Regions from separate parts of the Sus scrofa genome. Here region 2 is linked to region 1. The links are chromatin contacts, called in public targeted proximity ligation maps. All regions are on one chromosome and are shown on one strand. The core of a region is the stretch at or near the end of the contact, and the rest is flanking DNA. Distances in the headings are between cores, read along the strand shown. Region 1 overlaps VIT (vitrin). Region 2 overlaps CRIM1 (cysteine-rich motor neuron 1 protein).

Region 1 (6,002 bases), core at 2,951-5,450:
CTACCAGGACCCTCTGGGTCAGGACAGGGGCAACTCATGCTGGCCTGGTCTCTCCTGCTGTGTCCCGGGGGAGGGAGGGTGCTAGGCTCCAGGTGATTTAGGTTAGAACTCGGTGACTTTTCCACAAAACCATCATTTTGCTGCCTGGCTTCAGGGTACCATGAGCTCTGATCAAATCAGCTTCGCTGGCCTGGAAACCTCACCATGGCGTTCCTGTAGTTTCCATGGGAAGAGGCGGCCAGGACCCAAACAAAAGCCCAAAACGGAGCTTTGGAGGGTAAACCGTCTGTGAACCCCAGAGTGCCCATGCTCCACTGGCGTGACAGCCCGTGCCCAGGACCTCTGACTGTCCTCAGCTCCCCTAACAGCCCTCTGAGTGCCCGTCTCACTGCAGAGAGAGAGAACATTCTCCAAGGGAAATGTGCAGCCCTCAGGGCATGCAGCCAGGCCCCGGGAAGGGTGGTGGGCACAGCGCCCCTGCTCCAGGGGCTGCTGCCTCTTGGATGGATACTTCCTTCTAAAAACCACACTGGAGTCCCTGGGGAGAAGCCAGGGGCTGAAGGGCCACCTGTGCTGCCCCATGGAACTGGAGAGCACGTGTCACGGCTCCTGCATGGGCCCTGGGCTGGCAACTTCTGGCTGTGCAGAGAGAGAAGGCGCTGTAACTAGGGCAGAGGTGGGGCGGGGCTTAGTACAGTGATGGGCTGGGTCCCACACTTAGTATGCGCTGCGGGGAATGTTCCAGGCCTGGCTGTTCCATGGCCTCACCTGAGATGCTGAAGCGACAACGCCACCTCCCATGTGATGATGGGGTGGTGGCTGTGTGCAGGCTCTGGAGCCTGGCTGCTTAGACCTGACATTCTGCCCTGCGCTCCATGAGCCTCGTTATCCTCACCTGCCACGTGGGCTCATATCACAAAAATAATTAGCTGGGTTTTATGGCGTCTTTTATATTTTTTAGAGTGATTTTCAACATATTTACCTTCATGTGAGGCAAGGCAGGACAAGTCCTTATGACCTCAGGTTTATACAGGAGAAAACTAGAAATCAAAGGAGGCAGACAAGCCCCCCACCCCTAGGCCTACAGCTAGTGTTTGGTTAGACTCTGGAGGGGTCTTCTTTCTTCTTTTTCCCCACATCACGCCTCTCTCCTCGACACCAGAATACAAATGTTTCCGCAAATCTACTTCCCATTACCACCAAACCTCAAAACACCAAGTCCGAGCTGTCCAAATATTTTTCAGCCTTTGGCTTTTGAATGAAAGTCATTTGGTTCAAACTTGTGCCAAATAAATAAAAGTGGCAGGAACAGAAGGACAGGCCTCCAGGACAGAAGTGAGGCTTGGAAATCCCTCATATCAGAGAACTTGTGTCCTACTAAACAAGTTTAGTAGTTTAGAGTTTAGTAGTATCCAAACTCGTGTCAGAGAACTAGTGTCCTACTAAACTAGTGTCCTACTAAAGCAATAGAGCACCCAGCATTCTAATCCTTCTTCACACTCTAGGGCCCTGAAAGCCTTGGGCAAAAACTGAGATGTCACCAGCATGGTTTTTTTGTGTGTTTGTTTGTTTGTTTGTGTGTTTGTTTGTTTTAGGAAAAAGGGCACAGTGCACATTTTTACCAGTAGGTGGAGACAGAGTTACGAGGCTGAAGAAGCTGAATGTTTAAATACATAAATCGTAAATATTCTGAACTTAGAGACCATCGCCACCCAAACTGCTGATGTTACTCAAAAAGAAATTAGGATTCAAGGAGAGCACGTGACTTGCTCAAGGTCCTGCCCCTGGTTAATGGCTGAGCCAAACTGAACTCAGTTCTCACCGTTAAACTAGAAAGTGCAAGAGCACAGACTGCATTTTGAAATAGCCTGTTATCTTTTCATCATGCAAAGAAAAATATCACTTTTGAGTGTGTTAATCATTGAAGCATGCAGGAAAGCTGCTGGCCTTGAAGAAATGCAAACAGTTGGTTATGCTCTTGGCCTTGTGAGGTAAAGGCGAAGGGGCGGGGGAGAAAAACAGCCACTTTGGTGTCTTTATGAGGCTCCCTAACATGTCTGTGCTGCCTCTGAGCCCCTCCAGACAGAATCCCCCCAAGGAGATCAGGGACTATTGATAAGAATTTCCCCTTTCCACCACTCCCTCTATTTCACCAGCGCCATTTGGGGTAGGGGGCATTAAATAAATAGGATGCCAGGTGCCACCCTATTCTAGCCTGCTTGAGACACACAGTGAGAAGCAGAGCCTCAGGAAACAAGTGGACTGTCTGCTCCCTCTGAAGAGGTCAGATTTGTTCTATGTGCTTTCTAAGGAAAGAAACACAAACAGATGGGTGAAATAAATGTACCCAGAATGATACTGGGCATATTCTGGGCACTTATTTTTGTTTCATTTTGTTTTTGTCTTTTTAGAGCCACATCCTTGGCATATGAAGTTCCCAGGCTAGGGGCTGAATCAGAGCTGCAGCTGCTGGCCTACATCACAGCCACAGCAACACAGGATCCAAGCTGTGTCTGTGACCTACACCACAGCCCACGGCAATGCTGGATCCTTAACCCACTGAGTGAGGCCAGGGATCATACCTGCATCCTCATGGATACTGGTTATATTCGTTTCGCTGACCCACGATGGGAACTCCCTGGGTGCTTATGAAGTGTGATGGATGGATGGAAGGAAGGAAGAAGGAAGGGAAGCAGGGAGGAAGGAAGGTTGGATGGATAAAGATTCAGATCAATACAGTGAAAAGTTTTCTCACAGTCTAAACAGTCCAAGAATAAATGCACTGTTTTTGTTGGGAATGTAGGAGGTGTAGTGAGTCCCTTGGCTCTGGAGGTATTCAAGTACTAGCCAGCCACTCACTTGTAGGACTCTTATAGAAACAAGCTAGGCTGTTGGTTCAGATTGCATGAGGTTTCAATTCCCCTTAAATATTAGGATTCCCATTATCCCATCATTCTCAGGGCATAATGAAGGGAAGAAAAAAGTTAAAGATGTTTTGTCTTCAGTTTTAAGAAATTTGAATGAGAAAATCCCAAAGATTTCAGGTTGTTTCATCCCAAAGTCTGGTCTCATGCTCCTTTACTGAACTGTCAGCCACAATTAGAACACCCTTATCATCCTAGCAGTTCACATGAGAGCTTCTGCTGGTTTCATCGAAGTAACGAGTTTATTTCTTTTTAATTTTGAAAATCAGGGGAGGAACCTGACTTATGGAAACCTGGATCAGTCCTTCTAGATGCAGGTAATTATGCAGCCCAACTTCCTGGCCGTGGCTAGATCAAGATTCACAGGATTTCAGCTAGTGGCATAGAGCCCAAGCTCGGCTAGAGAAGCCTTTCCAACAGGGTCACCTGGGACGTTAGGGTCTGGTGACCACGCGAAGGGCCCACTGAAACGCCCGCGGTGAGGCCTGAGGTAAGGGACAATGATGGCTCACAAAGGAGGAAGGAAGTGTGAAGATAGAAAGGTGGAAGGGAGTGAGTTCCAGGTCCTCAAAGTGGGTTAGACCCTCACTCCATCTGGAGCACACTTGACTTCCTTCTCTTTCTTCTTCCTTCTTTGCAAATAGGACTCAGGTTTTCCCTTCATGGAAACCAGTGTTCCCTGTTTGCTGCATTGAGTGTTTTTTAAACTCCAACAGCAAGTGCGGCCTTCCAACTCTTGGTCCGAGGGCAGATTTTGCTGGTGGGTGGGTGGGGGGAGGTAGAGGAGAGGCCTTGCGCATGTACTTCTTCCCCTCCCGGGGTTCCTGGCTGAGAAATGCCATGAGCGAATCTTTTAAATGATGTGAGGAAGTGGGAGGAGCAAAGTGACCTTTAATGGGAAGATGAAATCATGTGCTTTGCAAATCGGAAAAACTAACAAGCTAGGAAAAAGCCCATGGACCGCAGCCAGAAAGGACCAGAGCCCCCAGCACCTTCCTCCACTGGGGGAGACTCTCGGGGCGCTGCCCAGCATCCCGGAAACGGGGTGGGGCGGGGACTCACTTGCAGTGCTGCAAGTTTCACTCATTGGCTTTACCTAGAAAGACTCCTATTGTCTTTGCTTCCTATGTGATTTATCTGTGTACTTGGCTCCCAGGTAAACAGTTCTAAAGAAAACCCCTGAGGCTGAAATTCAACTCACACACACACAGCCTCTTGAAAGCCTTTGGCATCTGTACTCTGCTCTCAGACCACTAGAGGCCAAGGGCTGGATTTTAGACCCTCTGGTGTGTGACGTGCTTGTATCTCATCTCATCCCCTCCAGTCTACTCCCAGCCCCCATCAGACGGTCCCCACTCTCACTCATCTTGATCCATCAACTCAGTCACTGAATGTTGACTGAGGACTCCCATGTGGGGACAAGAAACGTTTATGTGATGAGACACATGCCCTGCCCTGAGATTCTCAGAATTTTACAGAGGGATAATTTACACTTGCAAAGTGCTTAATGCTCTCAGATAAGGAAACTAGGCTCAGATAAAACAAGTGAATGGGCATGAGGGGACAGATCTCAAGCCTGACTTCACAGGACTGTAAGCACCCGCTGTCTGCAAATATTCATTCATTTTTATCTCTTAAGCGGGGGCGGAGTGGAGAGGAGCACAGCGAGCAGGAAGCCAAGCCCCCTAAGCTGAGTGTGAATATTCATTTTTGTCCCCATCCCTGGGGTGAGGCCAGATGCTTCCTGTTCTTGTAAGTCACCAAAAGTTTTACTGCTCTTTCCAGGATTTGTTCCAAAAGAAGAATTAAGCACACAGTCTTTGGAGCCAGTATCCCAGGGAGATCCAAGTAAGTTAACTGACAAGAGAAATCCAGAGTGATGGCTTTGACATCTGATCTGCTCTCTCTCCCTCTACCCACTCACGCCCACCCGACCCCATCTCTCTCCTACCCTGGATCTATTTATCTCCTCTCTTCTGTCACTTTGTTCTAAGGGGGAAAGGGAAGCTTTTGAAGGATTTAAACTCTCCATGTGCAAGAGGGGGAGAGGATCAGATGGTTAAAACGTCACTATGGCAACAGGGTAGGGTGGAGTTGGGGAAAAGAGAAGCAGGGAAAGGAGGAGACTGGCTGGACAGCAAGAACGGTGGACAGTGGACATGATGGTAGACAGAGCTCAGAGTAGGAAGCATAAATGGGGAGAGAAAAGCACATTCAAGGGCTAGAAAGGAAGAATCTAGAGGGGTAGAGGTGGAGGTGCAGGAGAGGGAGCAGTTTGGAGTTCCCATCATGGTGCCGCAGAAATGAATCCAACTAGGAACCATGAGGTTGCGGGTTCAATCTCTGGCCTCGCTCAGTGGGTTAAGGATCTGGCATTGCCGTGAGCTGTGGTGTAGGTCACAGACACGGCTTGGATCCCACGTTGCTTGCTGTGGTGTAGGTCAGCAGCTACAGCCCCGATTCGACCCCTACCTGGAAACCTCCATGTGCCATCGGTGTGGCCCTAAAAAAAAAAAAAGAGAGAGAGAGAGAGAGGAAGCAGTTTGAGATGGTTTGAACAACTAGGGTAAATGCTGCTGGATGAAGACCCCTGGAAAGAGCAGCTTGGAGCCGAGAGAGTGGGGAAGACGTCCGGTCTAGCAGAGAGTTGACTGCCCAGGTCTGACATTCAGAAGGAACAGCCAAGCCAGAAATTTAGAATTGGAAGGTGATGAGCTGAAGTTCAGAACCAAGGCTATGAAAACAGGAAATGTGACCTAAGGAGACAGGCTAGAGTAGGAAGAAACAGAGGACTTAATGCCTGAAGAACTTTGAGACTAACTGGGTGGAAGAGAGGCCACCCGAAGATAGCAGAAAGAAGGGACCAGAGAAAAGAGGAAAACCAGGAGGGAGCTGTGTGTTTTGAGCCAACGAGAGCATCTGCAAATTCCCCCAGAAAGTTGTGACAAGTGACCAACAAGCTGAGTCTCAATTTACGTGTGAGAATCACCTGAAGACATTTTTTTCCTTTTTAGGGCCGTACCCATAGCATATGTAAGTTCCCAAGCTAGGGGTCAAATCGGAGCTGTAGCTGAGGCC
Region 2 (5,973 bases), core at 371-2,870, 350 kb before region 1:
TGCTTGTGAATATATTGTTTTAGCTCATCTACATTGTTTTAAAAAAATAAAATGCCTTTTCTAGGGCTACTCCCTCGGCATATGGAGGTTCCCAGGCTAGGGGTTGAATCGGAGCTGTAGCCACCAGCCTATGCCAGAGCCACAGCAACGCGGGATCCGAGCCGGGTCTGCGACCTACACCACAGCTCACGGGCAACACTGAATCCTTAACCCACTGAGCAAGCGCAGGGACCGAACCCGCAACCTCATGGTTCCTAGTCGGATTCGTTAACCACTGCGCCACAACGGACACTCCTAAAAATATATTTTTGAGGAATTTGGTAATACTGCTTACCGCATTTGGAGATAACGACTATTCCCTTGACCAAATTTAAAAAAAAAAGCACTTTTAACCTTACCTTCCAGGTGGATAAGGGACCTCATTACCATCAAGGTCTCAGCTTTTGATTTTTCCTTTAGCTGCCCAAGTGCCATTAAGTACATTTGTTTAATTAAGGCAGTAAGGCTTTTATGCAACTTTAAATGCTTTGCTATTGCCCTCTCTGTAACAACCATCACAAAATGATAATGTGATATATCACTCCTTTTTGATGCACATACATATAATGATTTTGAAATTTAAATAGACTTTTACTTTAAATTCCAACAATTTCTTGGGGAAAGGAAGAGTAGACAAAATTATTTATTTTCATAGTGGTAGACTTTTTATTTAGGTTGACAGCTAAATATTTTAGAATTTTGGGTACAATTGTTGTTTTGATGTCTTGATAACTAGTTTAAGGGGGAAAAAATGACTACGAAGAGGCGGAAACCAGTTTTGAATATCTGGGAAGTCAAAACAGGAAACTCAGGGAACTTGGCCTAAGACCAGTTGGAGAGGACAGTTGGTTGAATAATTATACCTGCATTTTAACCGTTGGAAGTCATACAGTGACCTTCTGGTTGTGGTTTCTTGTGCCCAGCAGAAAAAAAGAAAAGCCATGATTAAATATTTTGTATCCTTGTGCTAAGAAGGGAGTGTGTGTGTGTGTGTGTGTGTGTGTGTGTGTGTGTGTGTGTATAGAGGGGCATTTCATTCAGCCACATCGGGGCTACACTGAATGGTATAGAAATGTTTTTCAGTCTGAGCCTTAGCAGGATGCTTGCTGCACAGTCACAGGTAAATTAGTCCTAGTGCTTTGTACCATGTATTAATGTCCTTCCCCTTTGTTCTAGCTTTTCATCTGTACTTTCAACCTGTCTCTTCTGTACCAAGCCATCTGTCTGTCCTCTTCCTATGCTTTTTCCTAGGTTAGTGACAGGAGTACCAGAAGTTGTAGGTGAACAGTTTTTGCTGCAAGTGTATGCTTGTTTTGAAATTAAATACCATGTGCTTGGTGATCCTGTTTTTAAAAAGACACACTCAATATTAAAAGGACAAAAAATAACCTGACACCATCAGCCAGAGAAGGTATTCTTTGGAGGCCGGTCTGAAAACTGTATTTCCACCAACCAGGGATGCTTAAACGTGGGTCCAACACTGGCCTTGAGCAGGTTAACATTTTAGCTTCTGGGTAGCACTGAGCAACCCCTTGTAGATTTGTGGTTTCCGACTTGGCTGTAGGTGACCTCTCAGTTATTTCCAGGCTTGGCGTGTGCTCTATCGCACAGAGCTGCTGAGTTGCTGCTTTGCCCAGCTGTGTCCGTCTAAACGCTGGCCCCCACAACGGCTTTTCCTGACACCGGCAAAAGGCCTGGAATCCCGCCCCACGAGGCCATCTGAGCTGCCGCCTCTGTGGGAGCGGGTGGGGACCACTCCCCAGAGCAGGGACCTCCCTCTGCGAGGAGTTGGAGCTGCCCCTTCTGTGTCCTCCCGCCCCAAGCCAGCTGCCTCCCTCAGCCACGCCAAGGGTGTGGACCGTCAGGAGTTGTCATCCCCAAGCTCAAGCCATTACAACCTCATTAATTGGTGTAATCAGTATTCCCCAACCGTAATCTGGGGTTTTGGACACAACTCAGGCAGGCTTGGCGGTTTTGTATTTGTTCTGCTTATGGGGAGGGGAAAAGTCTGTGAAAAGGGAAGTTCAAGAAGCAGTTTGGGAGCATAATCACTTTAACAGGAATTTACATTCCATCAGAAAGGGATCATTTCAAATGCTCTTATAATTTTATCAATATGGTTAAGGATTCTCTGGTAGATAGTGTGTTCTTTCCATTTTCCAGCCTTGCTAGTATTTACCTAGTACCTTGATGAAGAGATCCTTCAGGAAAAACAATAACAGCAAAACCCTTTTTGAATAAAGAAGATTTTAGTTTTTTAAAGAGCAAGGAAATCTTTATTAGTGGAAAGAGACACCCATGAATGTATACAAGCGCACAGAAAGATACCCCTCTAGGAAAGCTCCAGTTTCTTGCACTTGTTGCTGAAGGTTAGCAGAGCTGCTGCGTAGGGGAACATGGTGAAGATGGCAAGTGTCTTTTTTCCCAGGGCCACCTCATCCTGTCCTGTGAGGTTTTTCCTCCCTCAAAAGCCCAGCATCCTCTTTCTCTTTACCAGCACCAGTAATCTAGGCAAAATCTTACATACTTAACCTCATAACACTCTAGAGTATTTCCTCATCCAGCAGCCACATGTTAATCCTTTCCAACGGTGACATTCCTATTAAAGGGGTTCAGCCCAGAAGGGGGCAACCTCTTTAGGATGGAACAAGGATCCCTGAAGTTAATCCCGCTCCTTCCTATGTCCTGCACACCTGGGGCCACCCCCACTGTTGAGTTGACACAGAAGGGGCATCACCTCCAGTGGGAGAGATGAGACGGCCACACGGGCAGCTGTGATAAGGGCAGAGTAGCCATTCCCAGCCTGAGTACTGTTGTGCATGGTGACATTCTAGAAGACACTGATAAAGAACAAATAAACCAAAGCTCATTTTAATCCGTTTACAGAGCTGTTTTGTGATGAATAGACAAGCTATGTTTACTTCTAGAGCTGGTGGTAATCTTTGTGAAATGTGTAACTTTCTCAAGAAAGGTATTTAAAAGCACTACATTTCAAAATTGGGGTTTTTTTTTTTTCTTTTTAACATAGAAATGCTCTAGTAAGGGTAAAACTTGACTCATTCTCTAGTTCGTAGTGGTCACTAAGATATTGTTCTGAGCATTGGAATATATTTTGAAACCTAGGCCTTTCTTCTAATGGTGCATAGTTTCTAAGATAGTGGATCCACATTGGTTATTGGAATATGTAAAGCTGGAGATATACCCTGTCAATAGGGTGCCTGCCTGCTTTTGATTTGCAGTCCCTGTTGCTAAGTGTTCTTTGCATCAGAAAGAAGTAACAGCTGTAAGTAGTGCCTGGAAAGGTGGAAGGGGGAAGGCGTTAATATGCGATGGATTAATATTTGTCTGAGTTTTTAAGAGCCTGGAATGTTCCTTTAAATTGTGGATGTGTTTTTCTTTTCTGGCTGACAACTTCCCGGTTTTCCTACACTTCATTATTCTTTTCTCTGTCGCTGGGATTTTTTTTTTTTTTTTTTTTTTAATTTCCCGAAAAGCAAGTAAAGTGCTCTCTCCTTATCAGTAGCTTTTCTTTTCCTGTTGTAATAACAAAAGAACAATACAAGAATTTAATAATGTTTAAAAATTGATACTCCTTTTTCTGAATATTCCATGTATTTGTAGATAAAATCAAAGTTTTATAGACCTAAAGAAAAGCTATGTGTCAGTAAACGAGCTCATATTTTATCGTGTACTTCTTAATTTTTTTTTTTCCTTTTACTTGGCTTGGAAAATGAAATAAGGGCTTTTGCTTCCTCCTCAAAATCTGTTCCTTTGGTCTGTTGTTAAGAGTCAAAAGTCCTGAAAACTAGAAAGCTAGGTAAGACCACTTGTCCCCTCAATAGAAGGACATTTCAAAGGTGGCTCGAATACATTCCAATCTTGCTTGTATAGCATATAAAAGATTGTTGTTTACTGTCCCTGATGCTTTGGCAAAAATAAAGTCCAATCTGTTTCACATAGCTTTTATAAATATCAGGGGTGTGTTTTTGCAACAGTGGGCATGAAAGGACCCTTGTTTCAGTGTTTTGATGCAGTTTGAGTCCATAGCAGAGGTGCATTTAAAGTGGCTTCCCCAAGTATCCTTGAAACCAGCTTGAGCAAGAGCACTGGTGACCTGTCCCACGGTTGTCCTGCTGTGGCCTCAGAACTCCTGGCTTGCTTACCTTCTAAGGAATGAAACAAAAATCTCATAATCTCAGTTGTGTCTGACTCAGATCTGGGCAATTAGTGAGGTTTTGAAACTTTCTGAATATTTTGCCTATAATGTTTAAAGTGATATTTGTCTCTATGGTGGTAAAAGGAAAATATCCCATGTGTATGTTCCTGGCACCCTTTGGCATTCAGATTGCTAATCACAGTGGAACCTTCTGAATGTTTTCTGATTGAGAGTCAACTTGTTTCTGTTCCCTCAGGAATTTTTCAGACAAATAGACTGTGGTGTCACACCTCATTGCGACCTGAAACTCCCAAAAATGTTACCTATGTGTTCTTTCATGCCTCCTGTCCTGACTTTGTGTTGCCTAAATTCAAGCCTTATTATTGTGTTCTCTTTGAAGGAGTTCTGGGTATATCAGTAACGAAGCAAACATCTTTCATCCAGAGCGTGTATCCCATGTGGACTCTGTAATAAAGTGTGCTCATGTGCATAGGAAACATGGTTTTTTTCTTAAAAAAGTATAGAGTCACACATTCATTTGTGTATTTTTCTGTGCAAGAAAATGTGATCAATACACATGTCCCATGTGTATGCACACATGTGTAGCTAGATGTATGTAAGCACACGTACAGACATGGTGACATAATGGTTAATACATGCAAGTAAATGCAATCAGAGGATTGTATTTTTACCTTACCTGATGTCTACATTTACCTATATGTTATTAAATATGACTATGCTGAAAAGGGTATTATATTCTCTCATTAAGACTTTTCTGAAAATTTTGCTCATCTTTGATGGTAGAAATTCATCATAGAAGCTAAGCCCCAGCTATACATTGCAACAGATGTTTTTAAGAAGGTATAATATTATGCACTTTGCGAATAGCTTTTGGAGGACAGGGTGAGACTCTTCAAATAAATATTATTCGAACTCCTTCCACTTTCATTTCCCTTATCACTATAACAACCACACCCAACTTTGCTATTAAACGGTGTTTTCTATCTGCTTCCCACACGCTAGTGAAGCTGACCCTTTGAGCAGCAAAGGAAATATGAGCGATAACATGGAAAACTGTCTTCCTTTTGTTGACATTTCTAGAGCAACAAGTCAGAAAGCTTGTCTCCCTCTGGGTAGACAAGAGGCTATGGGTCACGATTAGATGGTATGTCCATTAGTGACCATGATGACTCCCAACAGAAGTATTTAAAACATTCCAGTGAATAACTCAGAAATCTGGTAAACAAATGGGGAGTGGTTGTTAACTTGCAAACTATTTCAATTTTCTATATATGGGAGGGAAACTCCTAGGGAAGAAGGTAAGGAACAACTGAAAATAGAGGTCCTACACATTTCTGAGGTTAGGTCATTCTGAATTGCCCCAAGTGCAGTAGTGTTTTTCAGGAGCCTCCATATATGGCCATCCAGTGGGAGTTCTTTGCTGTGTTTCACTGCTCTGTTGTTGGATGTGAGATCTTTATGCCATCTTTGCCACATCTTATAGTCATATCATTGCTCAGTTCAGAGAGATTTTAATTAAATCACATACTGAGATAATGCTTCATGGTTTGGGGTCGTTCGTCTGTTCTTCAGTCATATTAACCTTTCCATCAAGATTTTTGTCAACTCTGGAAAGAATTCCTTTGTTTCAGATATGTTTTGGAGACTTTGAATAGAAGTCACATCACCAAATGGGATGGCTTCTTTGATATACGTTTTCTGAACATAATGAAACATGGTTGATTTTGTTACATTTCCCATGGCTGAGGTACTGTTTT

What was found.
Region 2: a contact with region 1 is called in a targeted proximity ligation map of skeletal muscle, with 6 times the contacts expected there. A contact is called at or near these places in 1 of 47 Hi-C or Micro-C datasets (embryonic fibroblasts) and 1 of 2 datasets of targeted methods (skeletal muscle).

What each region holds. Positions count from the first base shown.
Region 1 is chr3:103,411,384-103,417,385 of Sscrofa11.1, reverse strand. VIT (vitrin) reads left to right here. Exons shown (of 13, transcript XM_021087635.1): 7 at 3,194-3,241; 8 at 4,710-4,772. Among named protein-coding and RNA genes, the nearest start is that of VIT, 79 kb to the left of the region's middle.
Region 2 is chr3:103,756,053-103,762,025 of Sscrofa11.1, reverse strand. The region is part of intron 2 of CRIM1 (cysteine-rich motor neuron 1 protein); the gene reads left to right. Among named protein-coding and RNA genes, the nearest start is that of CRIM1, 56 kb to the left of the region's middle.